Linked DNA regions of Anser cygnoides: region 1 is linked to region 2. Evidence: chromatin contacts called from public Hi-C data. All regions are on one chromosome and are shown on one strand. The core of a region is the stretch at or near the end of the contact, and the rest is flanking DNA. Distances in the headings are between cores, read along the strand shown.

Evidence for each region. A called contact is a pair of places that touch in the nucleus more often than the background predicts.
Region 1: a Hi-C map of liver shows a contact between it and region 2, with 1.6 times the contacts expected there. The contact joins the promoter of GSTZ1 here to the promoter of ANGEL1 in region 2. A contact is called at or near these places in 2 of 7 Hi-C or Micro-C datasets (both in liver).

The regions. Positions count from the first base shown.
Region 1 is chr5:43,673,953-43,677,774 of Taihu_goose_T2T_genome, reverse strand. GSTZ1 (glutathione S-transferase zeta 1) reads right to left here and starts at 2,406. Exons shown (of 10, transcript XM_066998151.1): 1 at 2,305-2,406; 2 at 1,230-1,281; 3 at 235-302. The coding sequence starts at 2,385. POMT2 (protein O-mannosyltransferase 2) reads left to right here and starts at 2,411. Exons shown (of 21, transcript XM_066998141.1): 1 at 2,411-2,659; 2 at 2,948-3,032. The coding sequence starts at 2,439.
Region 2 is chr5:43,379,867-43,383,745 of Taihu_goose_T2T_genome, reverse strand. ANGEL1 (angel homolog 1) reads left to right here and starts at 1,878. Exons shown (of 10, transcript XM_013185586.3): 1 at 1,878-2,008. LRRC74A (leucine rich repeat containing 74A) reads right to left here and starts at 1,739. Exons shown (of 13, transcript XM_048059752.2): 1 at 1,539-1,739. The coding sequence starts at 1,566.

The DNA.
Region 1 (3,822 bases), core at 1,157-3,656, 290 kb before region 2:
AGCCTTATGAAATTCAGTCACCGATGTTTAAGACAGAGAAGAAAACCTTTGGTCTCCTGCAGTCACCTTCTTCTGTCTTGCATGCCAGGGAACACTGTTTGAAAGCAACTATTGCAGAGAAGCAGTGGGGAATGCAGTGACCTTCCCTGTGAACTTTCCAGTTCTGATCCCAATTCTCCTAATGATCCCCAAGTTCAGCACCCCTGGAGGGACCAACAGTAGCTGTATCCTTACCTGCTGCCCCCCATCCTTCAAGAGGTTCACTGGTACCTGGTCATAGGCAATCCCTTTCAGAGCCAGTGCTAGGGAAAACAGAGTATACAGCTTCAGAAGACACACTGAGGCAAGTTTCACTGGTAATGGCCTCAGGGGAATGTTACCATCTCCATTTGGGAAAAAAGAAGGCTTTAAAACTAGAAAAGACCCTATCCCTCAAGAAAGGCAGCCTGAATCCCATGAGAAGATAGTGATCTGTGAAAGACCAAATGCAAATGAAGGACCAAAGCACTAAAGATCAGTCCTGGCAAGAGCACTGCATTATTCAAAACAAGCTTTGTCACTCTTTGCAGCATAGCCTTTCCTGACGGGGGCTTAGGCAGGGCAGGGGATCCTGTATTCACCTCCCAAACCATTTTCCAGGCTGCCTCAGTCTAAACAGGGTCAATTCCCAGCCCTGCTTAGCTCTCAGGATCAAGGCAGATCACAGTCTGATGCAGTATGTGTGTAAAACAGAGTGTAGGATCCCACTAAATAATGTGACAGAAACAGCCATCTGCATCACGTTAGCTTTACAAAAAGAGTAATTCTCTCTAACTAGCTGCACAGACAAATCTCCAAAAAATACCAAGTGAAGGGAAAGATCCTCCAAAGCCCACGTCAAGCAGGGCTTGTCCACAGGCAAGGAACTGCTGCTGCTTCTGCCCTCTGGTTCGGAAAGCTGGGGAGAAGTTTGCACAAACCATGTACTCCCCTCCCACTTCCCACTGCCTCTTGAATGTCAGATGGCTACAGGAGATATTCTCAATTCTCTGCTAAGTGGAAATCCTCCCGTCTGCTCCTATCCCTTCCCCCAGCTCCAGGTACGCTGTGGTGTTCCTTCCCACTCTAGAGAAGGTGGAGAAAATGCAATGTCACTGTCCCAGGTTCATGTTTGCTGATCTCTTTCTTAATAAGTGACCAATTAATTCAGTTAGTGAAGGGGAGGATGCTGCAGTAAAACTGGAACTTACCAATTCTCACTCTCCATGAACAGGAACTTCGGAAATAACCATAAAGTATCGGCTGAGAAGAGAAAGATAAAGTAGTTATATGGTGGGAATAAAATAGTATTTTAAGAAGGACAGTGCATTTCAGGAAGTTTAAGATACAGCAGAGCAAGTTTTGCCGGAGGAGAGGGTGCCTTTCTGGAAGCGAGTGTTCCTGTTCCGGGTGTACAGGTAGTGCCACTGTTTTTCACGCTGGCTCTCTAATTAGTTTTATCTGTTTTCAAGAACGCACAAGCAATCTTAAAATTATCCCCTACAAAGTTTCCCTCTTTGCTCCTACCAGATGCTGCTGACTTCTATGCTGTCATGGATTCTTGAAGCAAATTCCCCACTGATTTTGCCAAGCACCTGCACTGGGTATTTGAGTGGCATAAAATAGCTTTTCCAGCCAAGGAGGGCAGGGCCAGACCTCTTTCCAAACGAGAGGAGCTCCTGCTGTTCGAGATGAGCGCTAAGGGGGCAGACACCTCACCTTCACCTGAATGCCAGCACCAAGGCAGCTCTCCCAGGTGCTTTCACCCCACCCAAGCTCTCACCTTTTCTGATGCCATGGTCACTGCGTGCAATCTGCTCCAGGAAATAAAAATCACCTCTTGCCTTTCCCTTTTAACTCAGCTAGGGTGGGGGAAAGCTTATCTCCTAAAGCCAATGAGAACAGGACCATGCCCCCAGATCTGTGCCCCGGACACACAAGCACAGCCAGGCAGGTTCAAGCCTTTGAATTGCAGCCAGCTGTATGTGCGTCCCCACGGGCCCTGCTGCAGCTCCAGCCCTGGTGTCAGAACTCACCAACACGCTTTGAGGTCAGGAAGGCATTTAGGAACCTGGCTTCTGCCTCTAGCTTTTTGTTCGGAATAAATAAGGCAGCTGGAGAGACTGGCAGGCTCTCAGCAGTTACCAAGGCAAAAATACAGCCCTGGGAATCAAACTGAGGAAACTGAAGCCACGTGCAGAATTTCTGCAGAAAAGACGAGAAAGAGACGAGAACCGCCCCCCCCCATCGCGCCGGGGCCGGTCCCCGCGCCCCGAGGCCCGGTACCTTGGCTGCCGCCGAGCTCATCGCTGCGGGCCCGAGGCCTACAACTCCCGGCGTGCCCCGCGCCCGCCCGCCCGCCTCCATTTGCCGTGCCGCCGTGGGGCCGCCCTGCCGCTGCGTCCCGCCGAGCCCCCGCCATGCCGCCGGCGGGGGGCGGCCGGGCCGGGCCGGGCCCGCTGCGCTCCCGGGGCTGCCGCCGGCCGCCGGGGCCCTCCCCGCGGGCCGCCTCCCCCGCTCCCGCTCCGCCCGAGGCTCGGCCGCCGGCCGCCCCGGCGGGGTCGCGGGCAGCGCTGGCCCTCGTCACCCTCCTCAGCTTCGCCTCCCGCTTCCACCGCCTGCCGGAGCCGCCGCACGTCTGGTACGGGCGCGGCCGGTGCGGAGCGGTGCCCGGGCTGGCGGCGGGGCCTGGCGGCCACAGAGCGCCCTGCACGGCTCCACGGGCACGGACGGTGGGGTAGTGAGGGGACAGCGTGCCGGGGTGGCGGGTTGGGGGTCCCCGAGGTACGGGGACCTGGAATGAATTGTCCCATGTAGACTGCCTGGCAATAACCCCTTGTAAGATAAAAAACATGAGGAAAAACATCTTCCTGGATCTTTACCATCCTCAGCGTTGTAGTAGGTTGTGCTTTGTGTTGATCTTTTCCAGTTGGGATGAAACCCATTTTGGGAAGATGGGAAGTTACTACATTAATCGGACCTTCTTCTTTGATGTCCATCCTCCTCTGGGGAAGGTAAACTGCTCTGCCGTTGTGTTTCAGAAGTCACGGGAATGGGCCGACACAAGTCTTCCCTTCCTCCTGGTCAAATGATGTGGTAAACATCAATACCTCTCCTAGCTGTTGTTGGCATCGTGGTATTTGCATTTTGTATTCAGAGTTTCAGCTTGCAGCTTTTCTTCTCTGTGAAAACGCTTTGAGCATGGGAAAGCAAAACAGCGTTGCCCGTTGGGTATTTGAAAGGCTTGAGCAGATGGAAGTTAAAAAATGAAGGTGAGACCTATGTGGTCTAGAGGGTGTGTCTAATCAGAGCTTACAGATCAGAGGAACCAACCAGTTTCTGACAGCTTGTGTGCAAATCAGATGCTTACCACAAAGGACCTTGAGAGCCTTGAGTTGCTATTTGGCAATGGAAGAACTTGTTGTAGCAGTAAAGGAAGTTTTGTGTTGTGATGTTGATGTATCACTTCTACCTCAGATTGTCTTTCTTCCAGTCTGAGCCTCCTTAAACTGTGGGAATAGGGAGCTAGGGGGGAATCTACAGAGACAGAATTCTCTCTGATAAATCCCGTGGTTGGTTACTTCTCTTGAGCCTGCAGATGTACTTATAGTCAGCTAAAGTCCTTATGATCCCTTCTGATGTTGCTTTTAGGTAAGGGCAATATGGATGCATATGAATTCTGTACAGAAGATGTTGTTCGGAGGTGTGTCAGAATTAAGTTGTTATCCTGTGAATCAGACTGGCCTTGTATCAAAATCTTACCAGCTGCTGGCTTGGATTCTCCCTCCAGTGTGATTTCCCTGA
Region 2 (3,879 bases), core at 629-3,128:
ATCTCTTCACTGCTTCTATCAGTCAGATTCAGCCAGCATTTTACCCAGAATTACGAAATCCCGTATGTAAGGAAAAACAGCAGGCAACTATTAATTGACCAGATATTTCCTAATAATAATATTTTTGAAATTAATACTGTCCAAAAAAACCAGAAGAAATATTAACTTTAATATAATTACTTGGGCTTGATAGCAGGTAACTGATTATGTCAGACCCCATTTACAGAGTAAAAATGTCAGGAGTTTACAGCCAAGAACAGAAGCCTGGTTTGCAGAAAAGCTATCTAAAAGGGCCTAATCCCACATATACAGTAAATTATTATTGCTGGATCAAAAAAAAAAAAAAAAACAGATCTATCTTTACAGAAAAAGAACAGATACTTAGTCAAATGCCATTCTGAAACAATGGAAGACATCCTGAGAAAGGATCTCATCTATTAGAGCAATCATCAAGGAATATTACTACGTAACACTTGAAAAATTGTTTTATGCTCTATTTAAATACACAGAAACAAGAACCAAAGAGAGTTGTCCCATAGATTTGATTATTTTAAAGTAGTTGTATTATAAAGGAAAATAAGAAATTAACTTATAGGGACTAAGTGACAACACAAAAAAGGCTTTGAATTTTGAGAAGAACTTGCTGGTAGCATTGGCAGCACAGTAATTACCAAAAATAAATGTGTAATATTCATTTAAAAAAAAAGTCCCCCACTATCAATGAACACTCAAACCAGCATGTACCATGGATGAGCATTCCCACATATACTGGTACTGAGAAGTTTTGCTTTGAAATTTGAGAAATATGCACCTATGCAATTAAAGAAGACAGAAGAATTATTAACACAATTCCTGGTATTTCTATGAAGTGTTTGTATTTATTAATAAAGAAAATGCTTAGCACTAACATAATTAGTAACTCTTGGTGCATATTAAGAAGATCTCAATTGCTTTTCAGTATTTCTTTGCTTTACTTCAATTAATTAACTATACCTTGAAAGTTATCAGGGCAAAAAACCAGTTCCCCTCACGCTGTGACTAAATCAGCCAAGTATAAAACTTCATGAGGGAGCAGTATAGGAATAGTTAAGCTAGAAAATCAGGCCAAAATGCTACAAACCTAGACCCTAACTCCAGTTAGCACATTCACAGAATTATCTTGCTACCTTCAAAACTTGCCCATACTTCTAGGCAAAGGAGGGTTGAAATAGGAACTCATCTCACATGGTGCTGAGCTCTGACATCTGTGGAAATTAAGGGAAATTAAGGGCAGCTGGGCATAATTGCTGGGAAGCTGGTACTGGCCAGCTCGCTTAGGGTGCATTTTGTTCTCCAAGCAAGGTGCCAGACTGGCTGTTACCAGCCTGCTCCCAGATGGCAGCCGTCAACTTTGGGCATCGGCACTCTCGGTCCCTGCTCACCCCATTTCTCTGCAGTGGTGCTTTCCTGCTGCCTTTCCCCCCTCGGATCCTACTGATCTGCCTTTGGCTACTTTGGACTATTTCTGAAATGACTTAGCTGGTAAGTAAGCACCACACCTGTGTCCTTCTCAGACTCATTCTCCATGGGTACGTTTCCTTGCCAGCAGCAGTGATCTGAGGGTTTATTTGCTTTTTCTCTTCTGTCAGTGAGGGGTTTGCAGCCACCTCCTAGGACCCTGCCATTTCCTCTAAGGTATGCACAGGAAGCACAGCTGCTCGGCTACAACTGACAAGCCTCCAAGAGCAATGGTGCTAGTTGTAAGGTTGACGTTCTCGATTTATACTGCTCACGAGCACGTTTTGTGTTGGCAGGGGCTGGCTGGGTGTTAAGAGAACCCCGTCTCCCTTGGGTGCCCTCGGCCCTTCTGTGACCTCACGTCCGCATCCTGACCGCAGGTTCTGGGTGTTCCGGGAAACCAGCGCTGCTTGGGCTTGGATCGCATCAGCACCCGGTAACGGAGAAGAGAGCAGATGAGGTTTTGGCTGTGAGACCCCCAGGCATATCGGAGCGTGGTGCCAGGCTTCTGGTGAGAGATCTCCCTCCTTCTGGGTTAGCACCGCGGTTTGTATAGCTTCCCATGAGAAAGTCAGACCGGAGCACATGCAGTCTTAAAGGAGCTTAGGGCAAAACGAGTGTATCAGCCTCTTTGTCTTGAATGGATTCGGACTTCTCTACTGACAATTTCCCTATATAATTTGTAACAGTGTGGCTAGTAAACATGTCAGCACTTAAGGGAGCCTCAAATCAAGTATTCATTCATCCCACCAGCTGATGTTGGTGCCAAAATTGGCTTAACACTTACTATTTTGTATTACTTATACTGAGGACTCTGTAATGTTTCCTTTTTGGCTAGAACCAAAATCGTAATGCAAGAGGCTTTCTGATAAAGGTTAAGCACACATGGTACATACATTTAGTCCATTTCCATAGGGATGGGTTATTTTTAGTGTTTTTGTTTCCCTAGGTTCTACATAAACCTTCCAACTAGTCCACTCATTAGAGGCTATGATAGGGTTATTTTATATATAGAACAAAACATGCTGCATAAACCAGTGGAAGGTTTGACCCCAAAGCAGATAACCGCTGTCAGCTTTGATTTTATTGCCAAAGTTTGTAAATATTTTTCTCTAGCATAGGCCAACCAACAGTGGCTGTTGAGATGCTTGTCTGTGGTTCTGGCCAGTGTTCTTCTCCCATTCCAGTCCAATTAGGCTGATGTGGACTGGGCTGGGCCTTCAGATGCTTTCTTTGATCTTTCCTCTCACAGAACAGCCTTGGTTTAAATTCTCTGGTCACTAGCCCTTGCTGCCGCATATCTTTCCTCTGGAGAACATCCTCTGCTTTAGGCAGACACCAATGATTGTTTCCAGAGGTTTGCTTCCCACAGCAGGATATGGGAGGCCGCAGTCCAGTGCTGTGCTTTGCCAGAGACATCTGTGGGTTTTGGGACAGGTCACTGCTTCTGTGCCTCAATTTCCCTCTCAATGACACATCCGGTCCTAACTCGAAGCAGAAATAAGAAAGTGCTCTGATGCCGCTGCACGGTGATCCATGTAAAACTCTAGATGCAGGTATTGGAAATATTGCTTTGCCAATTTGAAAAAGACCTTATTGCCTTATCGCTTTGAGAATACCCCACAGAGCAGAGCACTGCATTGCAGTAGTCGGTGTGCTTCTTGCTAACAACGATCTGTGGGGTTTTATAACTGCAGATTTTAGAATGACATTGGCTGGATTATTATTTATGTACTTAGTTACATCAGCTCAGGTCCTAGCTGTGGACGCCCTTTGTACTGATCAGAATACACAAATAGTGTAAGAGACAGGTCGCCCCTCAGAAAGGGTTTGTCTGAGAATAACCGGAGAGACAAAGCAGGTGACCATCAAGGGCACAGTTTGGCAGCACTGGTCGGCACAGCAGGCAGGGATGATGTGAGTCTTGTTGAATTTATTGCAAAAGCCCATTGATAAGAGAGTTTGGAAGATCATCTCTGGTGAGATCACCCTCCAGAGGTGTGCTGTGTGTCTTTCCCAAGCAGAAGGGGAAACACCAGAGGCGGCACAAAGGTTTTGTCTGAAAATTTTAGAAGCATTAACCTGAAGTAGAAATCAACCTCTAACAAGTGAGAGGTATAAGCATTATGGGTATAGGATTGAAATGCTCCCTAGCAGATGACAAGTGTGATTTTAAAGGTTATTGCAGTTTAGCTGAGTTAGCTTTTACAATTTTGTATATTACTATAATGCATTAAATATGTGCGTGTGGTGTAAAGAGCTGAAATGGTGCTCAGTTTGATCTGATTGCCTTTGGATGTTGTGCGGACTAAAATGTGGAACGAAGCAAAATATTAAAAAGGTGGACTTCAAGTAGGACTTCTCCTTTCACCTGAAATTGCC